Linked DNA regions of Mus musculus: region 1 is linked to region 2. Evidence: chromatin contacts called from public Hi-C data. All regions are on one chromosome and are shown on one strand. The core of a region is the stretch at or near the end of the contact, and the rest is flanking DNA. Distances in the headings are between cores, read along the strand shown.

Region 1 (2,842 bases), core at 149-2,648, 140 kb after region 2:
ACACACACACACACACACACACACACACAGAGAGAGAGAGAGAGAGAGAGAGAGAGAGAAGAGAGAGAGAAATGGTGTCATTCCTCCAAGAACAGGATTAGTGTTTCCTCACACACAGTAGGTACTCTGTCTCCACAGGGTAGAAAAAAATAGTACCCAAACTTCAGCATAATCTATCCACCCTCCGCCCCTCCTCCACTTTCTTTATGCTGGACTTCCCAGTCTTTCTCAAAGGAAAGACCCCCCAGGTTGATGGCCCAACAGAGACAATCTAATCTCTCTCTCTTCATTCTCCTCTGAACTCAGAACGTCAAGTTCTCCATATGGACAGACAGAGCCCATAGCCACACGCAAAGAAAGGGACCTGGCTTGTGCCCAAGCCCAGGTCGTGGGTGACTTCATGGTGACTCAGTTACCCTGGCTTCTAGGGGAGTCTGTTTCAGACTCAAACCTCACCGTGTAAGAGAGGGTGGAGCTCTGCCCTGGCATCCAGGCCAGCAGGCAACAGTCGGTAAAGATGTATGGAACAGGTCACTCATAAAAGAGGGGGGCAGGGCGGGGAGAAACCCCAGCGCTGGGCTTTGGAGGAAACCCGATCTGGTACTTCGTGATCCTCCAAAAATTCACCAGCCCCCCAAAGTGCTGAAGCTGCCCCTCCAACCGCAGCCACATGGGGATGAAACCAAATCCCATGGAAAGATTTGGAAAAAAAAAAATTATGCAATGTTTGGGTGAAAAAAAAAAAAAAGGCGGGGAAGTAAGAGGAGGTATCAGGGAAGGGGGGAAAAATAACCAACTCAACTTTTTCCCAGAGCCCAACAGGGTTATTTCTGTCTTTTAATGATAGATTCCCCATGGCTTCTAGGGTAGTTTGGAGAGGCACGAAGGCGGGGCCCGCTAGGTTATGTAACCCATTTAAAGTCGGAAATTAGCAAGGCCTGAATGAATCCTGTTACTGTATTCCGACTTCTGGAAAGCCTGGAGCCCGACAGTTCTATTTTGAGGTGAACCAATCCATCACTCCCAGGTCACCTCACAAACACCACCAGGCCGCCTGTCACCCTGCAAAGTTTCATAACAAAAACAGCTGAAGTGCTCAGGGTATCGGAACATTGTGTCTCTAAACCAAATCACCCCAACAGGGAGTTGGCATGGCTGCCAGATGCCGGTGGCTCAAAAATGCAAATAGTTAATACCAAATTAATATTCATCGCCCGTACCCTCCCCTCTGCTTCCCGGCCATGGATTTTTTTAAAACATTATTAAGCACAGCAAAATAGTCTATATATCAACACGAAAAGAAATGTCTGTCTTTAACACTGCCTTGGGCCACGAAATAAACTCTGGAGGCCTGAAGGAAACTTGGGCAGCTCTAAGCAGGGCACCCATGACTTTCAGTCCTCGTGTGCCCCCTGGTGGCTGAGATGTGCAGGGGCGGCCAGGACAATATATCTCCTGGCAAGGGGGCCCTGAACTTCCCACCTGAGGTGCATGGGACCACTTTGCCCAGGGCATTGCTGCTGGTGCCAACAGCTAAGTCACCATTTTTTATCTGACACACGATGAAGAAAGTCCTTCCTGGGACCACACTGCTGACTAGACTGGCCAGCTGGATATTAGAACGTGCTTCCACACACAGGCCATTTTACAGGGTTATACAGGTGGCAAACGGGCATGGGCTCATTAGGCTGTGCAAGTTCTTTGTCATTGGTGGTCACATCTTAGTATGGGGTTCCCTGTGCACCCAGACCTCTGCCCACTGGGAGCCAGAAACTACTGAGTCACTGGAAGATAGCTTCTGACAATGTCACACATCTCCCAGGGACACAGTCTCCTCTGACTTAAGGCTCGATACGCTAAGGAGATACCAAATTCTTTGTTTTTAAACCTCCCGTGTACAAAGACAGAAGTGTGTTCCTGATGCTTCCATCCTCTGACTGAAAACAAAGAGAAACAGAAAACCTTTCGTGTCGCCTGTTCAAACGTGACGCTTCGGGCTTTTTTTTCATTTTTATCCATCAGGTTTGAAATCTGACATGTCACACAGTGAATCATGGTGTAGGGTAAGAATGGATGTGCACGGAGCATGGTGGCACATGCCTTTGATCCTAGCACCAGGGAGGCAGAAGAGGATGGGTTTCTGTGAGTTCAAGGCCAGCCAGGGCTATAAAGAGAAACCCTGTCCTAAATAAGCAAATAAATAAATAAAGCAAGGAAGCATTTGAGCATGTGCAGGTGCGTGTGTATGTGTGCACCTGTGTGTGCACCTGTGTGCACACCTGTGGGTGCAGGCCAGGAGCTCATGTCGACGGCCTCCCTCCCTGTTTTCACTTTATTTTTGAGACAAGGTCTCTCACTGAACCTGGAGCTGATTCAGACTGGATGGCCAGTGAGTCCCAGTGATCTCTCTCTCTCTCTCTCTCTCTCTCTCTCTCTCTCTCTCTCTCTCTGTGTGTGTGTGTGTGTGTGTGTGTGTGTGTCTCCCCCTCCCTCCCTCCCCGCCCCCACCCCATCCCCAGCTCGGCTATGGATCTATGGATGTGTACAACTATCTGGCTTTTACGTGGGCTCCTGGGATCTGAACTCAGGTCCTCAAACTTTCACAGCAGCTGTGTCCCTAGCACCCCAAACAACCTTTAACTGGGAAGTTATTCATGCTTGTTTTGCCCTGAGAGAGGCACACAACAGAAGCATGGTCGGACCTCCCTTGTGTTTCACCACCCATCATACATTAAAGGGACCCCCAAAGGCAGAGAGAACACAGCTTTATTGGCCAGCAGTAACAGACCACGCTGGTAAACAAAGAGAGGGATCGCCCAGAAACTAAGCCAATCACAGGTGT
Region 2 (2,747 bases), core at 243-2,742:
ATACGGCTGCTGAACAGAGAGCATCGTGTTAGCTCCTCCTGCCTCCCACCGGCTCGCCGTGGCCCACCCCAGACTCTTCAAGAAGACGGACTGTGAAGCAAGGACTGCCATATCTTCACTGCTTTGACATTGGGGTCCGTTGTAAGGTGCAGGGTGCCGTGAGCCAGAGTTCAGGAAACAGCCATCCAAACCCACAGCGTGGCTGCGACCACAAACAAGATGAAGACATAGCTAACTGGGAAGCCATGATTCTTGCTGGGGTGGAAAGGCTTAGTCAAGGACTGTGTCTCGACTTCTGAGATTGCATGAGCGCATGGGGTGGAATTGAGGCCGGAGGAGTAGCAGGTGGGAACAGAGGCAGGAAAAAAGCCCCTCCCTCTCCCTAAGCCCCTGACCTCACATCACAGATCACACAGGGTCCTACCTCTGTGAATGAGAGCCCCAACTCCTGAACCAGCTTCAAGAGAGCTTACTATCATATGCCAAGTGACTGAGTAGTTTCTGACCCTCCCATAAGTTCACCTTCTAGATACTTCTATGTCCTGCTACAAGTGCCACCATTGGCTCATAGCTGAGTTCCCTACACACACACACACACACACACACACACACACACACACACACACACACACACACACACACGGTAGTCTTAGTTACTACTTCCAATGTCAAGGTAAACCCACTTCCTCTGCACAGACCCCTGCGCTATGCTATGCTTCCCACCACCACATCTGTTCTGTATTCTGGGCATTTAAAGTCTTCCCTTTACCACAGGCTACTCCAGGCACTGGCGCCTCCCTCCTACATTCCAGATCCTTTTTACCTGCCTGGAAAGAAGCCCCACAGGATTTCACACAAGGCCTAGACCCTATCTTAACTCTTCTCTAGTGACAGCCATCGGCCCAGTCCTGGTACTTCTGCCTCAGAGGCTGTGTGTGTCTTTGACTCAGACACAGCCTTCACCCTGGTTCATCCTCTCAGTCCAACTCTCCTCCTGAGAACTTACTACAAACTCACTCTGACCCTCAGATCTGTATTGTGAGCTGTTAACCCTTGTTTGGTGGCATTTAAAGATGGGGTCCCTGTCCACACGACTCTGATCTTAGGCATTTAGCCCCAGAACTCTGAGGGGAGAGATGCTTATGAGATCTCGTCACACAACCTGAGTGACTGCTGCCATCTCAAGAGGCTCGTTTTACCAAAGTAATTCCTCCACGATGTCCCGAGCCACACTCACTGGCAGGCTTCAAGGTTAAGGGACTGCCTGCCCAGGACCACAGGGCTAGCCTGTGGCAGACTTTATCCAGCCTACCCAGGACCACAGGGCTAGCCTATAGCAGGTTTTACCCAAAGAGCAGATGCTGCCGTCAGCTCTGCCTTGCTTCTTTGCATCCTTACCCATCTTTCTCAGCCCCTGGCATCCTCACCGGCCTCCAGCTTTCTCCAGCTAGCGGCCTTACTCAGCAGCTATCCATCCGACTCAGGGAGGGCAGATGTCAACTGCTCAGTACGGGGCCACATACAGAGGGAAGAGACTCAGGACAAGCATCATAGGAAGACCCTGTTCATAGCCAGTCTGCTGGGCTCCAAATCTGCCACGTCCTTTCATGGGACTGTTCTCTGGGCCACCTCTGTAAAGGTAACAACAGGCATTCCTAACTTCCAGCTTTGGAGGGCATTGGTGATGGCTAAGACACAGCCAAGATGATGTCACAGGCATTGAGGCAAAAAAAGCCTGTTTTCACAGCTTCAAGCCTCAGTGTCCTTATCTGTAATATGGGAACCACTACAGAAGACGGCTGACTTTTGGCCTACATCCATCCTACATCCACATGGCCCTCTTCCTGCTTCTAAGGACCTTCCCCTTGGGAGTAACTGTATCTTCAGAGTGGGAGGATCCAAAGTACAAATCACATCCTGTCCCCACAGGTCTTCCCTGCTCTCACAGAGTACCAGCTGCCTCAGGCTGACCACGTGCGGACTAGAATTCTGAGTCACCCAGAGCCGCAAAACACAGGCCTCGGGAAGCTAGCCCCAGCAGCAGCCAGCACCCAGACAACTTACTTGCAAGGCCTCGGGGCTTCTGAGAAAAATGCCTCATTCCAAACTGTCCCCGATTCTCAGGATGAGTAAACGTAGCAGCTCTGGGCCTCTGATTTCAAGTAAGAGGCAGAGATGCCAGGCAGCCAGGCAAGGGCTGCTGGGTGGGGGTGGGCAGAGCAGTTTGCACCAAGCCCCAAGGTGGTGAAGGAACCGCCTACCCTCTGCAACACCCCAGAGAGAGAGAGAGAGAGAGAGAGAGAGAGAGAGAGAGAGAGAGAGAGAGAGATAGGTTCAGATTGTAAGATGCAAGCTACACAGGACAGTGTTGTGGGGCCTGATCCCAGCATCCTCATCTCTGACCCATGCCAACCTGACACCTCCACTGGGCAATGTTTTCAACTAGCTAGAACTCTGTCAAGGGGCCTGAGTAGGAGGAGGAGCAGGGCTGTGTCTAAGGGATGCATAGGAGATGCCACCCTGGAGATGAGTAGCTGACCAGTCTGGATACCTTTGGCGTATCTAGAGAACCATGGCATACAGGCCTCATCCTTGGATACTTGTCATCCTACCTTGTGCCATCTGAAACATATTAGCAGGAACCGGTATGCACAGACACCTGGCTTTGGATGTCTCAGAGCAAGACCCGGGGCACATGGCTAGCAACACAGCCTTCCTAAAGAGTTCATGATCTCAGGTTGACCTAA

The links. A called contact is a pair of places that touch in the nucleus more often than the background predicts.
Region 1: a Hi-C map of embryonic fibroblasts shows a contact between it and region 2, with 2.2 times the contacts expected there. The contact joins two enhancer-like sites. A contact is called at or near these places in 1 of 39 promoter capture datasets (embryonic stem cells), 17 of 484 Hi-C or Micro-C datasets (the C3H10T1/2 cell line, DN3 thymocytes, the F1.1 cell line and 10 more) and 7 of 115 datasets of contacts at active chromatin or transcription factors (CD8 T cells, double positive thymocytes, embryonic fibroblasts and 3 more).

The regions. Positions count from the first base shown.
Region 1 is chr2:168,627,588-168,630,429 of GRCm38.p6, forward strand. No RefSeq gene overlaps it. Among named protein-coding and RNA genes, the nearest start is that of Mir7004, 12 kb to the right of the region's middle. Within about 2 kb of position 1,399, at least 43 of the 459 cell types and tissues checked have an H3K27ac peak or open chromatin away from gene starts, as enhancers often do. A contact at or near this core is called in CD8 T cells, embryonic fibroblasts and muscle stem cells, where this site is marked.
Region 2 is chr2:168,489,984-168,492,730 of GRCm38.p6, forward strand. All of the region lies in intron 9 of Nfatc2 (nuclear factor of activated T cells, cytoplasmic, calcineurin dependent 2), which reads right to left. Among named protein-coding and RNA genes, the nearest start is that of Gm33413, 52 kb to the left of the region's middle. Within about 2 kb of position 1,493, at least 68 of the 459 cell types and tissues checked have an H3K27ac peak or open chromatin away from gene starts, as enhancers often do. A contact at or near this core is called in CD8 T cells, embryonic fibroblasts and muscle stem cells, where this site is marked.